2 separate regions of the Ovis aries genome follow, and region 1 is linked to region 2. Evidence: chromatin contacts called from public Hi-C data. All regions are on one chromosome and are shown on one strand. Each heading gives the region's core, a stretch centred on a gene start, on an enhancer-like site or on the middle of the called end of the contact. The rest is flanking DNA. Distances are from core to core; before and after follow the strand shown. Region 1 holds the start of CHCT1 (CHD1 helical C-terminal domain containing 1). Region 2 has its middle 34 kb from the start of PPM1D.

Evidence for each region. A called contact is a pair of places that touch in the nucleus more often than the background predicts.
Region 1: a contact with region 2 is called in a Hi-C map of liver, with 2.2 times the contacts expected there. The contact joins the promoter of CHCT1 here to the enhancer-like site in region 2. A contact is called at or near these places in 4 of 16 Hi-C or Micro-C datasets (liver, mixed tissues, muscle and 1 more).

Annotation. Positions count from the first base shown.
Region 1 is chr11:12,243,283-12,246,749 of ARS-UI_Ramb_v3.0, reverse strand. It overlaps CHCT1 (CHD1 helical C-terminal domain containing 1), which reads left to right and starts at 1,377. Exons shown (of 6, transcript XM_004012426.5): 1 at 1,377-1,427. The coding sequence starts at 1,377.
Region 2 is chr11:12,103,161-12,106,446 of ARS-UI_Ramb_v3.0, reverse strand. No RefSeq gene overlaps it. Among named protein-coding and RNA genes, the nearest start is that of PPM1D, 34 kb to the right of the region's middle. Within about 2 kb of position 1,841, at least 5 of the 54 cell types and tissues checked have an H3K27ac peak or open chromatin away from gene starts, as enhancers often do. A contact at or near this core is called in liver, where this site is marked.

The DNA of each region.
Region 1 (3,467 bases), core at 128-2,627, 140 kb before region 2:
CGCTGACTCCTGCTGTCGAAGGCGGGGGAGAGCGCAGAACCGGCTGGAGAAAACGGGGCCCGGGCCCAGAAAACAGGAAGGGACCGGCCAGCAGAGGGTGTCCAGCGATCCAAAGAAGAAGATGCTGGTTAGGTGAGGGGACGGGGCGGCAGTCTTACCACCGCCCTGACCCGCCCGGCGAGCTGACGGGGGATGCAAGGGCCGCGTTAGAGACGAGGGGCGGCGTGGCCCCGCGCCCCGGAGCGCCTCCAGGACAAGCCGGCCGGGGAGACGCGCGGACCCCGCCAGCCCCCTCTACGCCTGCGGCCTGGCTTCCCCCGAGGGCGACGCAGGAGGGAAAAGCCAGGCCGGCCGGACTCCTACCCGAACCTCGGCGCCGCCCCTCGTGGCGGGGGACCCAAGGCAAATAACGGGAATTCTGTGCTTCTCGGGTGGTGGTTTCAGGAAATGGGATCACGACTGAGACCTGGGGCTTCCCAGCCGTGATCCCGGGGCTTCCCTCGTGGCAGGGTCGGTAAAGAATCCAGCTGCAATGCAGGAGACGTAAGAGACCTGGGTTCGATCCCTGGGTCAGGAAGATCCCTTCCAGAAGGAAATGGCAACCCACTCCAGTATTCTTGCCTGGAGAATCCCATGGACAAGGAACCTGGCGAGCAACAGTCCATGGGGCCTCACAAGTATCGGACACGACTGAGAGACTAAACCACCACCAGCCCTGGGACCTACCCCGGGGAAGAGGTACGAGGGTGGCTAGTATTTTCGTATACTTCCTAAGAACACCACCACCATCCACCCACAACCCAACACAGTGGGTTCCTTCCCTCCTGGAGGCTACGGACGATGGAAGAGAAGATGCATCCCGGGAGAGCTTGAGGATGCTACGTTCTCCCTGCATCCTCTTCCCCATTGTCCCCGGTCCGAAAAGGACGGCTACGAAACCTCTTCTCTCTCTCCTCTCGGGGGTGGGGGGGGAGCCCACAGGCGAGCCCACTCTGAAACCGGGGGGCGGGGGAGGGCTTGAATGGTACGAAGGCAGGAGAATTATTCCTAAAGCTTTACCCAAGTTCAAAATCGACAGCACCCGACAGTGCTCTTTGGAGAAGGGGTGCCCGCCCCTCCTGGGCAGCTGTGAGCCCCGACAAAGTCTGGGGTGCGCCTGGCCCAAGCTGCTGGCTTGCAGGGCGGGCTCCGGGGCACCCGGGGGAACCCGGGCCGCGTGGGGGAGGGGCGCTGGGCTCTGTGTTGGCCGTTGCCATGGTTTTGCCCCGAGTTCCGAGTGCCACTCCCTGAGTCACTGGGGGCCCAGAAGCAGGAGGTGGGAAGCCTGAGGGGACTCGGGGAGTGCCGCTGTGGAGCCCATCAGCGCTCCTGTTGAGATGGAAGCCTCTGATGGGCAGGCGGACGAAAGGGAGGAGCCTCTAGAGCAGGTCAAGTAGGGCTAAGGGTGTGAGGGGGGAAGGAAAGGAGGACCTCAGGGGCTGGCTTGGGAAGGCAGAGGAGTGTCAAGGAAGAAGACGGGGAGCGGGGGGGGGGTGGGGGGGGGCGGGAAATGGTGAGGTTCACCAGTAAGGGACTGAAAGAACAAGAGAAGGTTAACTCATCCAGACAGATGCTTATCCAGGACATAGATACCTGGCAAGATGATGGGGGAGATTCCTGGCAAGACGATTGTCAGTTATGAACACTCACAGGCTGGTGTGTGTGTGTGTGTGTGTAATGGGTCATAATCTGTCTGGTTTGTATGGAGTGTTTATCCAGTTGACCCACCAGGGTTCCCTCTCTCTGGAGTCTGGTGGAGCCTGTGTCCTATTCTCTCTGCATCTTTCTCCCGCCCTTTCCCTGAAATCTCCCTGTGCCCCCTGAACACAGGCAGGGCTTCACGCTCTCTTGTGTTCCGGCTCCCCCGTGAGGCACGCAGGATCTTAGTTCCTTGACCAAGGATTGAACCTGTGTCATCTGCAGTGGAAACCTGGAGTCTTAACCACTACGCCGCCAGGGAAGCCCCCACGCTCCCTTTTCTGGGAGGCTTTTTAAAAGGCAGGTGTAAATCTCATGTCAATCTAATTCTGTGCTCTGACTTCAAGTGTTATTCTGAAGTCACCTCATTGTGATTCATTTTCAACTTCTTTTGCTCCAGCTTGCTGCCAGCAAGATCCTTCTCATCATCACCATTACTGTCACCCACTTTCCTGAGGGCCTGTTAGTCTGGCAAGAAGCTAAAGATTAGGGATACAAAGAACTGGGCCTGGGACTTAGGAACTCAATAAGTGTTTGTTGAATGAGCAAGTAAATGAATGATGATCCTTTCCCCCAAGGAGTTACTTAAGCATCTCGGGTACCCTCTGCTCATCTGTAACCAAAAATAAAGAGTTCTAGCCTTACAAAATCTGTGGGAGAATAAAATGAGTTAATGTTGGTACTTCCTTGAAGGTCCAGTAGTTAAGAATCCTCCTTGCAAATCAGGGGACATAGGTTCCATCCTTGGTCCAGGAATATCCCACATGCCTCAGAGCAACTAAGCCCCTGAGCCTATGAAGCCTGCAAGCCCTAGAGCCATGCTCCACAAGGAAAGCCATTGCAAAGAGAAGCCTTCATACCGCCACAAAGAGTGGCTCCTGCTTGCCACAACTAAACAAAGCCCACATGCAGCAATGAAGACCCACTATGGTCAAAAAAGTAAATAAATTTAAAAAAAATTTAAAAAAGAATCCACCCTCCAATGCAGGGGACCCAGGTTCCATCTCTGGTTGGGGAACTAAGATCGCATATGCTGTGAAGTAACTAAGCATACTCACTGCAACTAGAGAACCCAAGCTCTGCAACTAGAGGGAAAGCCCACAAGCCACAATGAAGACCCAGTGCAGTCCTCTCCTCAAAACAAAGAAGTTAACCATACACAGAAAGAGTTCAGTTCAGTCTCTCAGTTGTGTCCAACTCTTTGCGACCCCATGCACTGTAGCACACCAGGCTTCCCTGTCTATCACCAACTGCCGGAATCTACCCAAACCCATGTCCATTGAGTTGGTGATGCCATCCAACCATCTCATCCTCTGTCGTCCCCTTCTCCTCTTGCCTTCAATCTTTCCCAGCATCAGGGTCTTTTCCAATGAGTCAGTTTTTCCCATCAGGTGGCCAAAGTTATTGGAGCTTCAGCTTCAGCATGAGTCCTAGTGAATATTCAGGACTGATCTCCTTTAGGATGGACTGGTTGGATATCCTTGCAGTCCAAGAGACTCTCTCAAGAGTCTTCTCCAACACCACAGTTCAAAAGCAGCAATTCTTTGGCGCTCAGCTTTCTTTATGATCCAAAAGAAAAAGAGTTAAGTGCTTTGCAAAGTTAGTTAGTATACAGAGCTATAATATTGTACAAGAAATGGATTAGGTGGTCTTGGTTTTCTAAGCAGGGATTCTCAGAGATGGGTTTCCTTTGCCCAGGGCTCACTGGCCTGAGAGCTGGGTCAAGGAGG
Region 2 (3,286 bases), core at 592-3,091:
GATGGAATGGGAAAGAGGGTGAATGGAGATCCTGGACCATCCAAAAGGGAGCACCGACCTTCACTCCAGGGAGGAGCCCAGGACTGAGGCTATGGTGACATATGGTCTGCCTTCCTGCTGTCCTCCTAATTCTTATTCTGATAGCTCTAATGATTCTCTGAGTCCCCGACAGAGGCAAGAGCAAGCAGTCATGGCTATTGCCTTCACTCCAGGGCTTCCCTGGTGGCTCAGAGGTTAAAGCGTCTGCCTGCAATGCAGGAGACCTGGGTTCGATCCCTGGGTCGGGAAGATCCCCTGGAGAAGGAAATGGCAACCCACTTCAGTACTCTTGCCTGGAGAATCCCATGGTAGACTACAGTCCAAAGAGTCGGATGCAACTGAGCGACTTCACTTTCACTTTCCAGAGATGACACATGACAAACACGAAAATTCTAAGGACAGAAGGGAGTGCATGGTCCAGGCCCTATGCCCGAGGATCCCTAGTTCATTCCTACTCTTCCTTAGCCCCTTGTTTCCCTGCTTTTCTTGATACTCCCTGCTGCCCATGGGGCTTGCCCAGTAGCTCAGCGGTAAAGAATCCGCCTGCAATGCAGGAGACGCAGGAGACATGGGTTCAATCCCTGGGTCGGGAAGATCTCCCGGAGGAGGGCATGGAAATCCACGTCAGTATTCTTGCCTGGAGAATCCCACAGACAGAGGAGCCTGGGGGGCTACAGTCCATGGAGTCGCAAAGAGTCAGACATGACTGAAGGGACTGAGCACCAGCTGGCCATAGGGTAGATTTCCTTGGTAAATTAGAGGAAGGCAAAGGCCACTGTGGCTCTTCATTTCCCCCTGTGGTTTTGAGTCTCAGGTTCGGGAGTGGGGGCCCAGTCTCAATGCCAGGGTCACTTTTGAATCTTCACAGGATTACATTATTGTATCACTTTCCCTTTTCACCCTCTGGACTTCCCTGGTGACTCAGACGGTAAAGAATCCACCTGCAATGCAGGAGACCTGGGTTCAGAAGATCCTCTGGAGAAGGGAATGGCAACCCACTCCAGTATTCTTACCAGGAAAATCCCACGGACAGAGGAGACTGAAGGGCTACTGTCCATGGGATTGCAAAGAGTTAGACAGGACTGAGCCTCATTTTCATCCTCTAATTTCTCCAGACGAATAATTCCCCTCCTCTCACACTCCTTGAGAATGAGGTTCTAGATCTTGTTATTCATTCCCTAACCTTATGAAGAAAAATTATAGTTCATTAGGTGAACTTTCCTTGCAGTCCAGGGATTAAGCCTCCGAGCTCCCAATGCAGGGGTCAGGTTCGATCCCTGGTCAGGGAACTAGATTCCGCTTGCTTCAACTAAGAGTTTGCATGCTGCAAAAAAAAAAAAAAAAAAATCCTATTTGCCACAGCTAAGACCTGGTGCAGTCCAATACAATTTTTTTTAAGTTACTTAGGAACAGGAGGTACCCTTTACCATGGATATCCCTATGGCTTTCACCCTTTACCAAGGGACTGTTGTGAGAACGCATGCCTTCAAACTATAGGCAGTTTACTGGATCTCCTTAGCTTTCACTTTTGTTTTGCGAAGAGCCTGAAAGTCAGAAATCAGTGAATAAGACCTTCTTCATTTCCACATCTCTCCTGTGCAAACCTTGTGAATTCACACAGCATTTCAGGATCCCTGGAATATGTTAGAGATTTCCAGAGTGCCCCATGATTATCCAGTTCTCCAAGGTATACTCAGATTCCCAGCCTGCCTCTTGCTAACTCCACTGAAAGCAGAGCCTCAGGGAGCTGCTACGTTGCCAGTGGATGGCTATTGTTTTGATAATGCCCTGGGAGTAGGGTTATTTTGTTCTGTTGCGCTGAAGTCTGAGTCAAATCAAACAGCCACAACTGCCTAAGAATAGAGATTTTCCAGGGAGCTCCAAGTTCAGACAAAATATTGACTGTGCTCTGGGGGTGTTGCTTTTCAATGAGCTCCACAAGAGGTCAGTCCTCTCCATTGGCTGAGAGACTGCTGGCTTTCTGTGGCTACCACCCACCTGAGCTGGGGAGGGAGGGGATGGAAAGAGTATCCCATTCACAAAATACCACTGATCCCATTTTATAAGCACAGTCCTGTCGTTTCTCTCAGATAGATGATTTTCAGGTTGCTCTGTGGCTTTGGTTAGTTTCCCAAGTTCTAAAAAGGTTGATGTTCGTTGTTTTGCTTCTATTTTCACTGTTTTTTTTTTGTGGGAGAGTTTGTTCACTGAGGTCCTCCCTCTGTCATTCTGGAAGCTGATCTCCAGGCAAGCTCATTCCTAAACATGGTCCATTCTCACATATCCCCCACCTCTCAGCAGAGTCTTTACTTAGAGCTCGTCCTGCTTCCATCAGACTCAGAGTCAGTTGTGATTTAAACTCATTCTGGTGTGGACTATTTCAGTTATCCTTAAGGTGTACAGTTCTCTTAAATGGAACTTCCAGAAGTCACTGTGTGAGTGGAAGCTCACTGATTGAAACCGCCCTCCCTGGCCAGGCATCAGCTATTTGCATGAGTTGTTTCACTACAGGAGATGCTGGTAAGGAACACGGAACTAATAAGCCACCGCCAACCGGAAGAGTTCAGGAAAGGTCAAAAGGAGACACCACATGTCCGACCACCTCCCAGAATCCTTCTCTCCGGCATCCATCTTGGCTGAAGAAGGCGTGCACCACCAGGAAGGACTCTGAGTCAGAATGATTGGCTAAAGACAACGCGGAAACTAATCCCATCACCATAAAACCCGAGACTGCAAGCCATGTAGCAGAGCTGTTCTCCTGGGTTCCCTTACCCTGCTGCTCTCCACCTGGGTGCCCTTTCCCAATTAAATCTCTTGCTTTGTCAGCACATGTGTCTCCTCAGACAGTTCACTTCTGAGTGTTAGAGAAGAGCCTGGTTTCGGGCCCTGGAAGGGGTCCTGCTTCCCGCAACAGTTGGAACATATTCATCAGATCATCCCATTTCCCTGGCAATCCATGGTTAAGAATCTACCTGTCCAAAAAGAAAAAAAGAATCTGCCTGCCAATGCAGGAGACACAAGTTTGATCCCTGGTCTGGGAAGATCCCACATGCGAGAAGCAACGAGGCCAGTGCACTGCAGCTTCTGAAGCCCAAGTTCCCTAGAGCCTGCACTCCACAGCGAGAAAGAAGCTACCAGAACAAGAAGCCTGTGTGCCTCAACAAAGAGTAGCCCCTGCCACTAGAGAAAGCCCACGTGCAGCAACAGAGAGGCAGGGAAGCACACCCCCCTCCCCTGCCCCCCAAAA